Regions from separate parts of the Mus musculus genome. Here all the other regions are linked to region 3. A link is a contact called in public Hi-C and HiCAR-type data. All regions are on one chromosome and are shown on one strand. Each heading gives the region's core, a stretch centred on a gene start, on an enhancer-like site or on the middle of the called end of the contact. The rest is flanking DNA. Distances are from core to core; before and after follow the strand shown. Region 1 holds the start of Smg7 (Smg-7 homolog, nonsense mediated mRNA decay factor (C. elegans)). Region 2 holds the start of Cacybp (calcyclin binding protein). Region 3 holds the start of Cep350 (centrosomal protein 350).

The links. A called contact is a pair of places that touch in the nucleus more often than the background predicts. HiCAR-type assays count read pairs that join an accessible place to other places.
Region 1: a contact with region 3 is called in a HiCAR-type map of astrocytes, with 4 times the contacts expected there. The contact joins the promoter of Smg7 here to the promoter of Cep350 in region 3. A contact is called at or near these places in 2 of 39 promoter capture datasets (liver and pre-B cells), 3 of 484 Hi-C or Micro-C datasets (B cells, CD4 T cells and natural killer cells) and 1 of 115 datasets of contacts at active chromatin or transcription factors (astrocytes).
Region 2: a Hi-C map of muscle stem cells shows a contact between it and region 3, with 15 times the contacts expected there. The contact joins the promoter of Cacybp here to the promoter of Cep350 in region 3. A contact is called at or near these places in 2 of 484 Hi-C or Micro-C datasets (muscle stem cells and uterus).

The regions. Positions count from the first base shown.
Region 1 is chr1:152,901,386-152,904,670 of GRCm38.p6, forward strand. It overlaps Smg7 (Smg-7 homolog, nonsense mediated mRNA decay factor (C. elegans)), which reads right to left and starts at 1,261. Exons shown (of 23, transcript NM_001160256.1): 1 at 1,124-1,261. The coding sequence starts at 1,152.
Region 2 is chr1:160,211,011-160,214,510 of GRCm38.p6, forward strand. It overlaps Cacybp (calcyclin binding protein), which reads right to left and starts at 1,882. Exons shown (of 6, transcript NM_009786.2): 1 at 1,637-1,882. The coding sequence starts at 1,657.
Region 3 is chr1:155,971,335-155,974,638 of GRCm38.p6, forward strand. Cep350 (centrosomal protein 350) reads right to left here and starts at 1,921. Exons shown (of 38, transcript NM_001039184.1): 1 at 1,515-1,921.

The DNA.
Region 1 (3,285 bases), core at 11-2,510, 3.1 Mb before region 3:
AAAGAAAAACACTGTTCCTGAAAGACAAAAAGGCCAGTTTGTAAGTTCCCAGTCTTAGCAACTCCTCCATTAGCCTCAGGCACTAGCAACCTTATTTCCCATTGTGAAGGCTGTATTTTCCCCTCTAGTTTCCTCCAAGCTCTCACTCAAAATCCGTCAAACTATTCTGACTGCACACCAGCTGCTGTCTTTCCATTCAAAATGTTCTCGACGTCGGTGTTAATGCATGTGAGTCTTCTTTAAGTGTGCATCAATCCCTGCTTCCCCTCCCTTACCCCAGACACTCACACACACACACACACACACACACACACACATACACATACACACGCACGCACCCCCAGTACCCATGGGTCACTCTATCTCCTTCATACAAGTTCCTTACATCGCACCTAATGAATGCACACGACTCTCAGAATGGTATCTTCCAACTACAGTTTCTTTCGAGAACATCACCTTGTTCGTAGCACCTCCCTCTTCCCTCGTCTCCCCATCCTTTTTCCCCCTTTCCGGGCTCTCCGACCCCTCTAACTCTGGACAGAAGGCATTATTTCTCCTCCTTCCAGCCCGCGACTAAAGAACAAGCTCGCGTTTCCTGCGGGCTCCCCTTCCTCTCATTTGCCCTCCAGAATGCGCCCTCCCAACCCCCAGGTGTGCCGACTTCCATCCTCCTCTCTCCTGCATCGCCCCGGCCAGCACACCACGTTTCCCGGGCCGTGGGCTCCAGACCCCTTCACACCCACCTCGACTCTGGGTCGCTGCCGGCTCTCCTCTCCCCTACCCCGGCCCCGCAGCCTGCGACCAGAGGCGCGCGCGCGCGCGCGCACACGCACACACACACACTCACACACACGTTCTCGTCTCCCGCTTCCCCAACCTCCCTCCGCTCCTCGCCCGGCTTCCCCCGGAGCGCGGCTCGCCCGGCTTCCCGGGGGCCAGGCAGCCATGTGTGTGCCCGCCCCCTCCCGCAGCCGCCCGCTCGGCCCCGCGCTCGGCCTCCCCGCCCTGGGGACAGAAGGACGCCGCGACTCCCCCACCGCTTCCGAGTCCGCCGGTCCTCGGCCCCCCGAGAGCCTCCCCTTCCCCCGTCGCCACCACGCCTCGGCCAAGCTCCGGCGCTCACCGGAGATACTGCGCGCTCTGCAGGCTCATCCTCCGCCGCCGCGTCTCGCCGCGAAGCCTCCGTGGGTCTCTCAGGCTCCTCGGAGCGGCCCCGCGGCCCCGCGGGTGCTGGCGGTCGCCGCCATCTTCCTCTCCTCCGACTCCTCCTCGCTTGGCGCGGGGTGGGGGGGGGGGAGAGTGAGTGAGGCGAGGGGGAGGGAGTTGGGGGGAGCGGCTCCGGCAGCGGCTGCGGCTCTGGCCTGTGGGGCGCAGGGACGCTCCGGCTCCGGAGGGGGGGGGGAAAAAGAAGGGGAAAGGGGCGGGGAAAGAGGAGGGGAGAAGCAGAGGAAGGAAGTCGGGTTCGCTCTCGCGAGACTTCAGCAGCGCCGGTCCCTCTGGGTGCTTTCCGCCGCTCTGTAGCGCTCCCTCTTGGGATCGGCGAGCGGTGCGGTGCCCGCGCGCCGGCCGAACGATCCGGTGCTGGTGCCCGGCGGCCTCCTAAGGCTCCGTCCTGTTCCTCCCGGGCGCGGGGGCGGCCCCCGGCTCACCGCGGACATCGAGCCCAGAGCAGCCCGGAGTCACACTCAAAGCCTTCCGCCCGGCCACCCGCCCACTTCTCACTTCCTTCCTTCTTTCTTTTTTTTTTTTTTCCCACTCCTCCACTTTCCCCGCCGGAAACGCCACCCCTTCCTCCTACAGTTCCGCCCGCCAATTCCTCGACTCCGGTCGTCCCCTCGCGCGCCGGAGAGTGACGCAGAGGCCTCCCCCGTTTCAGCCGCCCCTCCCCGGGCACTCTGGGAGAAGGTTGGGGGGGGGGGGGGGAATAGGGCGGAGCCCAGGGAGAAATAGAAAGGAAAACCAATCCGATTGGGCAGGCCGCTGCCATGGAAACTGGAGGCTGTGGTTGTATTGTCATAGTAACTGCCGTGTGTAGACAGGGTGACCCTCCCGTAGAGAAACGGGTTCCCTGGAAACTGCCCAGGATTCCCCACTTGGATTCCCTGCCTTTTTAAAAGCCAGAAGTCGAAATGGTTATCCGAGTAGGAAAGTCCATTTCTTCCTCCCTTACTCTCCCAGCAAAAATTGGGGGAGACCCCGAAGCATTCATTTTAGGCATTGCCAGTCCCCCAAGGGTGGAAACCACCTCCATCGTTGCCTATCTGAGCCGGGTAGGGAGAGGGCCGGGCCCGAGAAGAAAAGGCAGGTTATGAAGGCCGGCGGCGAGTGGGTGGGAACGAGAAAGCGAGGGCGATGCTGCGAAGTCAGAGGAAAGGGAAGGGGCTTCCCCACCACTGTTTGAGGCTGGGCAGCGGGATCCCGCCAGAAGCGGGTCCCTAAGGGAAGAGACGGGCACATGACAACCGAGATGCGGCTCCGGCGATCGCGAATGTTCGACTTTTTGTAGCCGGTCGACCCTTGCCTAATTCCTACTCGATATCACCGGCGAGACCTCCCGTAGGCGACTTAGTGAGAGCTCGAACCCAGCCTAGGAGGCTAACACGCAGTTCTTAGGCATTTAGAATGGAGAGCGATCAGAAAGGCTGATGACGTTCTTTCCAGAGGTACCCTCAGAGAGAAAAGACGCTCCGTCATCGAAGGTTGATCTCCAAAGACCCCCTCCTCAAAAACATCTGCAGTGTTTTAGAACTTGCCATAAAAAAAAAGTATCTAGATTTATCTGCATGAGGGAGTTTAAGAAAATAATTTTCCATTTTGAGAACGAATATTTTAAGCATTTTGTGTCAGGTTTAGGGTTAAAATAGAAATAATGGATCCTGATGATGTGGAATCGTGTAGAATAAGTCATTCTGATGGAATGAAGTAATTATTGATATTTTACAGGTTTTATTTTCAATTGATGTTGAAAGTTATATAAGCAGCTATCCTAAAGTGTTTTAGAATAAGATCCAAGAACGCAGTCCTCACTGTATAGTTAAAACCAGCATTTTCAATGGGATCTTGGTTTTGGTTTGGGTACCTGATATCTTCCGGTTTTTCCATGCTGCCTAAAGAATCGCTTTACAGGTCTTTCTCTGAATCCAACTCCTATTAACCTAGAACAGTGTTTATTTGGAACGTGTTTCTGTTCTCAGGAAACGAAAGTACAGCCCACTTGGACATCATTCTCAAGGACAGCATGTCATTAACGAAATAGAAAGTGAACTATGCCCCCTCATGCTGCAA
Region 2 (3,500 bases), core at 632-3,131, 4.2 Mb after region 3:
TGGCCTGGTGGCACATGCCTTTAGTTCTGCCACTCTGGAGGCAAGTGTATCTCAAAGACCAAGTGAGGGGTACTCAGTGAGACCTACTCCCACCCAACTGCTCAAAATGGAAGAACCCAACTCTCCTCCACAAAGACATGGAATTGGACACCAGGTACACACACAAATAGATGCACACAGCTATGAAGATGCATAGCCAATGCATGAGGTGGTACTACACCCTCATGTGGATGTTAGCATATGAACAAAAACCACCCAATAAAATAACAAATGTTAGTGAATGTGTGGAGAAATGGCACCTTTTGTGCAATTCTTGTGGAAACGGTAGCTTCCTAAGACTTTCCCTATTATTTGGCAATTACACGGACTAAAAACATGCCCACAAAACAAAACTTGTTTACAAGAAATCACAATCGGCAAGATGGAGAAACAGAAGAGTAGGAATTCCATCTGTACAATGGGACAGTATTCAACCACCCAAAGGAATGCCATACTGATACCACGACTGAACTAGAAAATCCTAAGGCTCCAGCCTAAGTAGATGGAGCACCTACAATGGATTTCTATTTAAGGAAACGAAAATAGTCTGCAACTAGGTAACACTGATGGTTGTACGACAGAAAAAGTTGAATTTCACATCTTAATATGATTGAATAAGGTGAATTTTAATCTCAGAAGAAAAACATGCCCCTATATGCATAGCTCCAAGTCTAAAGTCCCTTCTCTTTTGGAGACAATTAATGCTGCACAACTGTTAAGCCACCCTCTCCACTCTCCCAGTGAGCACGTGGTGCCTGCCTATCTTGTCGCAAGATACCCAGATGAATACTTTAACTTCCTAATTTTTATGTGTTTAAAGCCCATGATTTCTAAGTGAGGGAGAAGTTTCCGAAAAGCAAATCTTAACAGCCAATGTTTCTGTGAAAACAATATGTCAATCACATAAAACCTGTATTGGCCAAAACCCGGCAATTCAATTACTCTTGCTATGGAGACCTCGAGGATCCAAAAAGTCAAGTCATTCACATTCATTTTTTACAAATCTAAAAACACACGCCAGGCAATTTCCTAGTCGTACCTACTGCTCAATTCCCAGTAACTTTTTAAAAATTGCTTTTATACATAAAGACTGGGGGTATACCGGAACGGTAGAGAGCTTGCCTAGCGTGTGTAAGGCCTGCAGGTCCGCCACTGGCACTGCTAAATAAAAACTGAAACCATAAGCACTGTCCAGGGCGTTTAGAAATAATACAGAGAATGTATGTATAACCACCTATAAAATGAAAGCGGTGACCATGACTAGTCATGCGGGCATGGGAATTCCTTCCCATGGCCCCCGGCCCGGAGCTCAGAGCTTTGCAGGAAGGTTTCTGATCCCTGGCCAGGAACCGGGAGCCGAGAAGACCTCAGGCAATGGAGAGAGGGGACCGCCACCCGCGAGCCTACCACGAACCGCGCCAAAAATTGGGATCCAGACACACCCCCGACCTTCCAGCCGCGGCCGGGACACTCAGGCCCAGGCAGGCGGCGGCGTAGAGGCCGCGGGCCCGCGACGGGGGCAGAGCCGAGGACATCAGCCCCGGGAAAGCAGCCGCCGCCCGGCGGCGCGAGCCGGTGGGTCCAGGCCGACCCCTACCTCTTCCAAAACGGAAGCCATGCCGTCGCGCGTCAGACCCGAGGCCGGAGCTGCAGCGGTGCACCGAAGCAGACAGGAAAAGCCGAACACGCCACCCACGAGCGTCGCAGCGCCGGCAGCGAGCTCCACAGACCCGGCGCGACACGGCGGCCCGCCCTCCGCACGAGACGGCTCTGGAACCTTCGCAAGGCTCCACCGGAGCCTCCCAAGGCCCCGCCCCTCCGAGTCTAGTCCCGCCCCCAGGCTGGTTGCCTAGCAACGCTCAATTCTCGCGAGCGATCGAATGCTCAGGAGGCGTCCAGCCACTTCCTTCCGCCCCAGCGATTGAGACGTCGTTCCGCGCCGGCAGAACCGGGCTGCGCAGTCGCAGCTCGCAACCGCGGCCAGACCTAGCCCCGGAACTAACCTTCAAAGGTTTGGGGACCCGATAGGAAGTGTCTCGAGAAGGGCTGCTTCCGCTGGTGCGATGCGGAGTTGCCAGGCCGCCATCTTGTCTTCGGCAGCTCTGAGGTATCGGGAAAGAACAAAGGAGCGCCCCCAAAGAAGCACAACTACCATCAAAAAAGGACGGATTTGTTAAGGGAGGAAGGCTCCTAAGTAGAACAATGGCTTTAAGTGGGCCTTGGGTTTCTGGAGGCGTCCTGCGTCTAGCACCGTTGACGTGGCGCCATCTCGTGGGACTGTAGGAAGGTTGCACGGGCTTCCTGACTGGCTCTGGGCGCCGTGGTGGAAAGCGGCACGGTTTCAAGTGGCCGAACGCTCCATTCTCCCTTGCCTATATGAGCTCTTGATACGAAGTTTTCCACTGCCTTCGCTCTTTACTAGCGGTTTATTTTGTATTTTCAGCAGGGTTTGGATTGAGTGAATTTCCACGTAAAATGTGGAGGAATTCTTAGGACTTTGGGTTGCAGCAGCCCGGATTAGTAAACCCCCAGCGTAAAACCGTTTTTCAAATTATCTTAATTATGACAGCATAGAGACGTCCATAACACCCAGTAAACCGAGACAGAAAACAAACAGTACCCATTGGGAGGTAGAGCAATCTGCTGTCAGCTTACAGATGCTTAGGGGAGTTACTAGCATCAGCAAGTCAAGGAAAATGCTGCTACACTACACTTTATATTAATGTAACATTAAGGCATGCAACCTGTACGAACTTCTCACACAAACTTGCACAAAATGACAAGTTAGACAGGGATGTATGTCGTGTATAGTTGCAACTTAAATAAAAGTCTCAAACCACCAGTCCCATGGCCTATAGTGATAAAAATAAAAACAATCCTTTTCTGGAGTGGACAATGACAGAAAGGTGCCACCCTTTGAAGTTTATGAAAAGGTGAAATAAAAAGGAGGAGGACATGGCTACTTCTAAAGTATGGAGAAGATTTTTTTTATTATTTTTAATTTTTTTTTGTAGCTATAAGGAAGACAGGCAGAGGGAAGGGTCCAGGTCGAACATGACTGTTAGACTAAATACAACATAAGAGCAAGAGGGGCCTTGAACCTGTAAGAGTCCATGAATGGTCTAAGAATCATACCCTAGGCTCAAACAGTATGTAAACGCACAGAGTGTTTTATTCTGCAGAAGTCCAGCGGTGCTGGAGTCTCCCATTACCAGAAATAAAGAGTCAACCAAGTGAGCTTGAAGGCCTGATTTAATGCATGTTAGGAGATTCCATTTATTCCCTAGGGGATGACCTCTAACCCCATTTCTATCGACATTCCATTACTCGGGCATGGAGACTAAAAACTGTTGCTGAAGAAGTCTGGAAACTGGTGCCGACCCATTGTCCTTGCCTCAGGCCAGGTGGTGAGGCAGCTTCTGCGGACTGGCCTTACCCAGTCAAACGGTCAATTTAAAGCC
Region 3 (3,304 bases), core at 671-3,170:
AATTATAGCAGTTTAACAAACTAAAGTGGTTACATAAGGACTTCACTTCCTTTCTTGTTGCCTCTATATAGTGTGTTAAAAATGGATTTTAAAAAATGACAATCAGAAGAAAAAAATTTTAAAACTTTAATTCATAAATGTATTAACACCATAAAAGGTTGATTCTATAGTATTGATGGTCTTAAAATAATACTATACACCAATACATGTCAGAAAAAAGTCTTTCATATTTATACAAAATTGTTTACAAACATTACTATCACTATAAGCACAAAGTTCTGCTATGAAAAGACAAGATACATATTTGTCTACATATACAATGTATTCTGGCATGACCTTCATATTCTGATTAAGGTGTACTAAGTTGAATGCAGTAACAGTTCAGATTTGTTGCATTTAATAGTTTGTCAATTTAGCATACAAAACCTCTTACACTTTCATGGGCTTGCAATAACTTCTAGTACAGGTCTAGGAGTCTCCCAAAGTCACAATCCCAAGTTATTAGCAGCACGCTGCCTTTTTAAAAAGCAGTATTTTAAATTAAGAAAGTTTTTAAATGGAGAGCAGTTTGTAGTATTTCATTATTGCCTCTTCAAAAATTCCCAGGTGCTAATAGTAGGTTGGTCTAGGATGGACTGTCCATTTAAATCTTTAAAATACAAGCGAAGGGAGCAGGTTAACATGGCAACACTAACGACTTCTCCAATTTCAAAACAAGAAACACCAGCAAAACAATTAAGTAGAGTACATGGATACCGACCACTATTCCTAAGGGCCTATTTTTTCCCCCCAAATGAAACATTTGTTACAACATCAAAAAATCCATTTAAAAAAAAATCTATACCTATTTGCAAGTTCCGAACTTGAAAACTAAAACCCTGGCAAATTTCTGCCTGTATCTGTGACATTAACTAAATATGATTTAGCATATTAGTCTGAATTTAAAAGAGGGGGGAGGGGAGGGAAAGTGACAACTTCCAACGTGTAAGGCTTGTTAAATGTCACCCCCTCTCCACCCAATCATGTGTGAATAAGCCGGTGGACTCCATTCAACAACTGCTGCTGGACTGGAGGTGATCAAAGTTTTCCCCATACTGCACTTTGAGAATATTACACCCAGGAAAAGGAACAGAAACTGTTCCTGACACTGGAGCTAGTGCCCCGGAATTTCCCAAAATATGCTCGATCTCCAAACGAAGAAGGGACACTTCGGAGACCAAAGGTGAGAGGTGGCTTAACTCTATGCAGACAAGAGGAGGGGCGAGGGTGCTGAGGGCGACACTGGCAGGTAAGCAAAGAAATCTTGTCTTCCGTGGGCACCAGTAGGTCCGGGAGCCCAGGTCTCAGGATGACCCTCCAGGAAAAGTCTCGGGACCCAAGGAGGGTCCCCGGGGGGGACGTCAGGCAGTGCCAGGGGGGCCCCGCCCCGCCTCTCTGGCCACCTCGGGGACCTGGGACCGCGGACAGAGACATCCGAGGCGGAGCAGGCTCCGCCAGGTCTCCCCGCAGCTCACCTGAGAGTGTCGCCTCCGCCCTCGGCTCCCACGGTGCATCCCGCGGGGCCTGGCGGAGGGTGCAGTGACGCCGCCCCGACCGGCCCCAGGGCTGCCCGGCCTGGCCTCCCCGCTCCGGGGACGCACCGGGTGCCCGCCTCGCCCCGGCTCCCGGGATCCGCCGGGCGGCAGGCAAGGAAGGAGAGGCGCAGAGGCGGCCTTCCTCTGCCCCGCCGCGAGCCCCCTCCCGAGCTGCGGCTCTCCGCAGTCCTCTCAGGCGCAGGTCCGGCCCCGCTCCCCCGCCCCGGGAGTCACTTCGGCAGCGGCGGCCCAGTCGCCATTACAGCTCAACAACTGACACGGAGGAGGAGCGGCGCCGGCGGCAGTGGCGGTGGCGGCGGCGCGAGGCAGGGCGGGAGCAGTCAGGGAGGGAGAGGGCGGGGGGGGGGGGAGAGAGACTCGCCAAACCTCGCGAGAACTGTCCGGAGACGGTTCCGCAGGAATGCAACCCTGGGTGAAGGCCAGCCATGTTGAGTGTGGCCGACGGAGGAGCGCGATCGGACCCGAGGCTAGAGGATGCGGGGAAGCCATCTTTGGTGTGGCGCTTTGGGAGCTCGGCGGGACTCGGGAGGAGCCAGAGTCTATCCGCAGAGGAGACCACCCCCTTCCCTTTGACGCTAATTGGGCCTTCTGGCTGAGCGGGTCACCCCCGAGCCAAAACACGCTGAGGACTTGACAAGGGTGACCCAGGGATCCGGGACCCGGCAGACGATTCAGAAGGAATCGTCACTCTAGGCGGATCGGAGTAACCGCAGCTTTGCGGCTGCTCGCTGCTGTCACTGCGGCCCTCTCATTGGCCAGGGGTTTACAGTTCTGTTCAGCACGCACACTGATGGCTTAAGCTCTTTCCAAAACAAGCAAAAACTACGTTTCCTTTCCCTTCGGTGTTGTGGTTTGAGAAGCCCTCTGGGGTCAACATATTTTCTCTTAGCTTTGTCTTTGTCACCAGCCTCCGCTTGGTGAATTTTATCGTCTGTCAAGACTGTAAAGGACAGCTTTTCTGCGAATAATGCCTGACACCTTCCGCTAGGTGCTCACTGCAGCTAAGCTCTCCACCTTCTGGGCTCCGATAGTTACTTTGCCTCGAAATTATTTCTCATCTAAAGTACCATGGGTGTCTTAAAGTCTCCTTTTTCTATGTATACCCAGTAGGGCCTGGCACAGTAACTACAACACTGTAGATGTTCAATAAATGTTCGCTACCTTGACCATATCAATAAAAGCAGACGACAATAACTGATCCTCCCCATAAGACAGCCGCGCCTCAGCAGGAACTACGTGAATGTACAAAAGTCCTGCACATATGTCAATGTATACACCCTCCCTGAGAACAGCACTTCAGCAAAGAATGAGAGTTGTGGAGATCCCGAGTACGCAAGCAGTAGCAAGAAAAAGATTTGAAAGGTGGAACTGCGGCAGGGAAATGGATTAGCAGGTAAAGGGAATTGCCACCACGCCTGGCGATCTTAGTTTGATCCCCGGACCCAGAATGGTGGACCAAGAGAGCAGATTCCTCTAAGGTGTCCTCTGATCTGCATTGCGTGCAGGTGCATGAGAAGACATGTATGATTACATACATACATACATACATACATGTAATAAAAAGAAAAGTGAAATTTACCTTTTCTCCAGCCTAGTTATTTTAAAGAACGTATCCAATCCCCTTATTGAGTTATGATTACTTTTTAATAGTGGGTTCTGAAACACTATCTGCCCAATATTATAGCACCAATCAATGGGAAATAATCTCC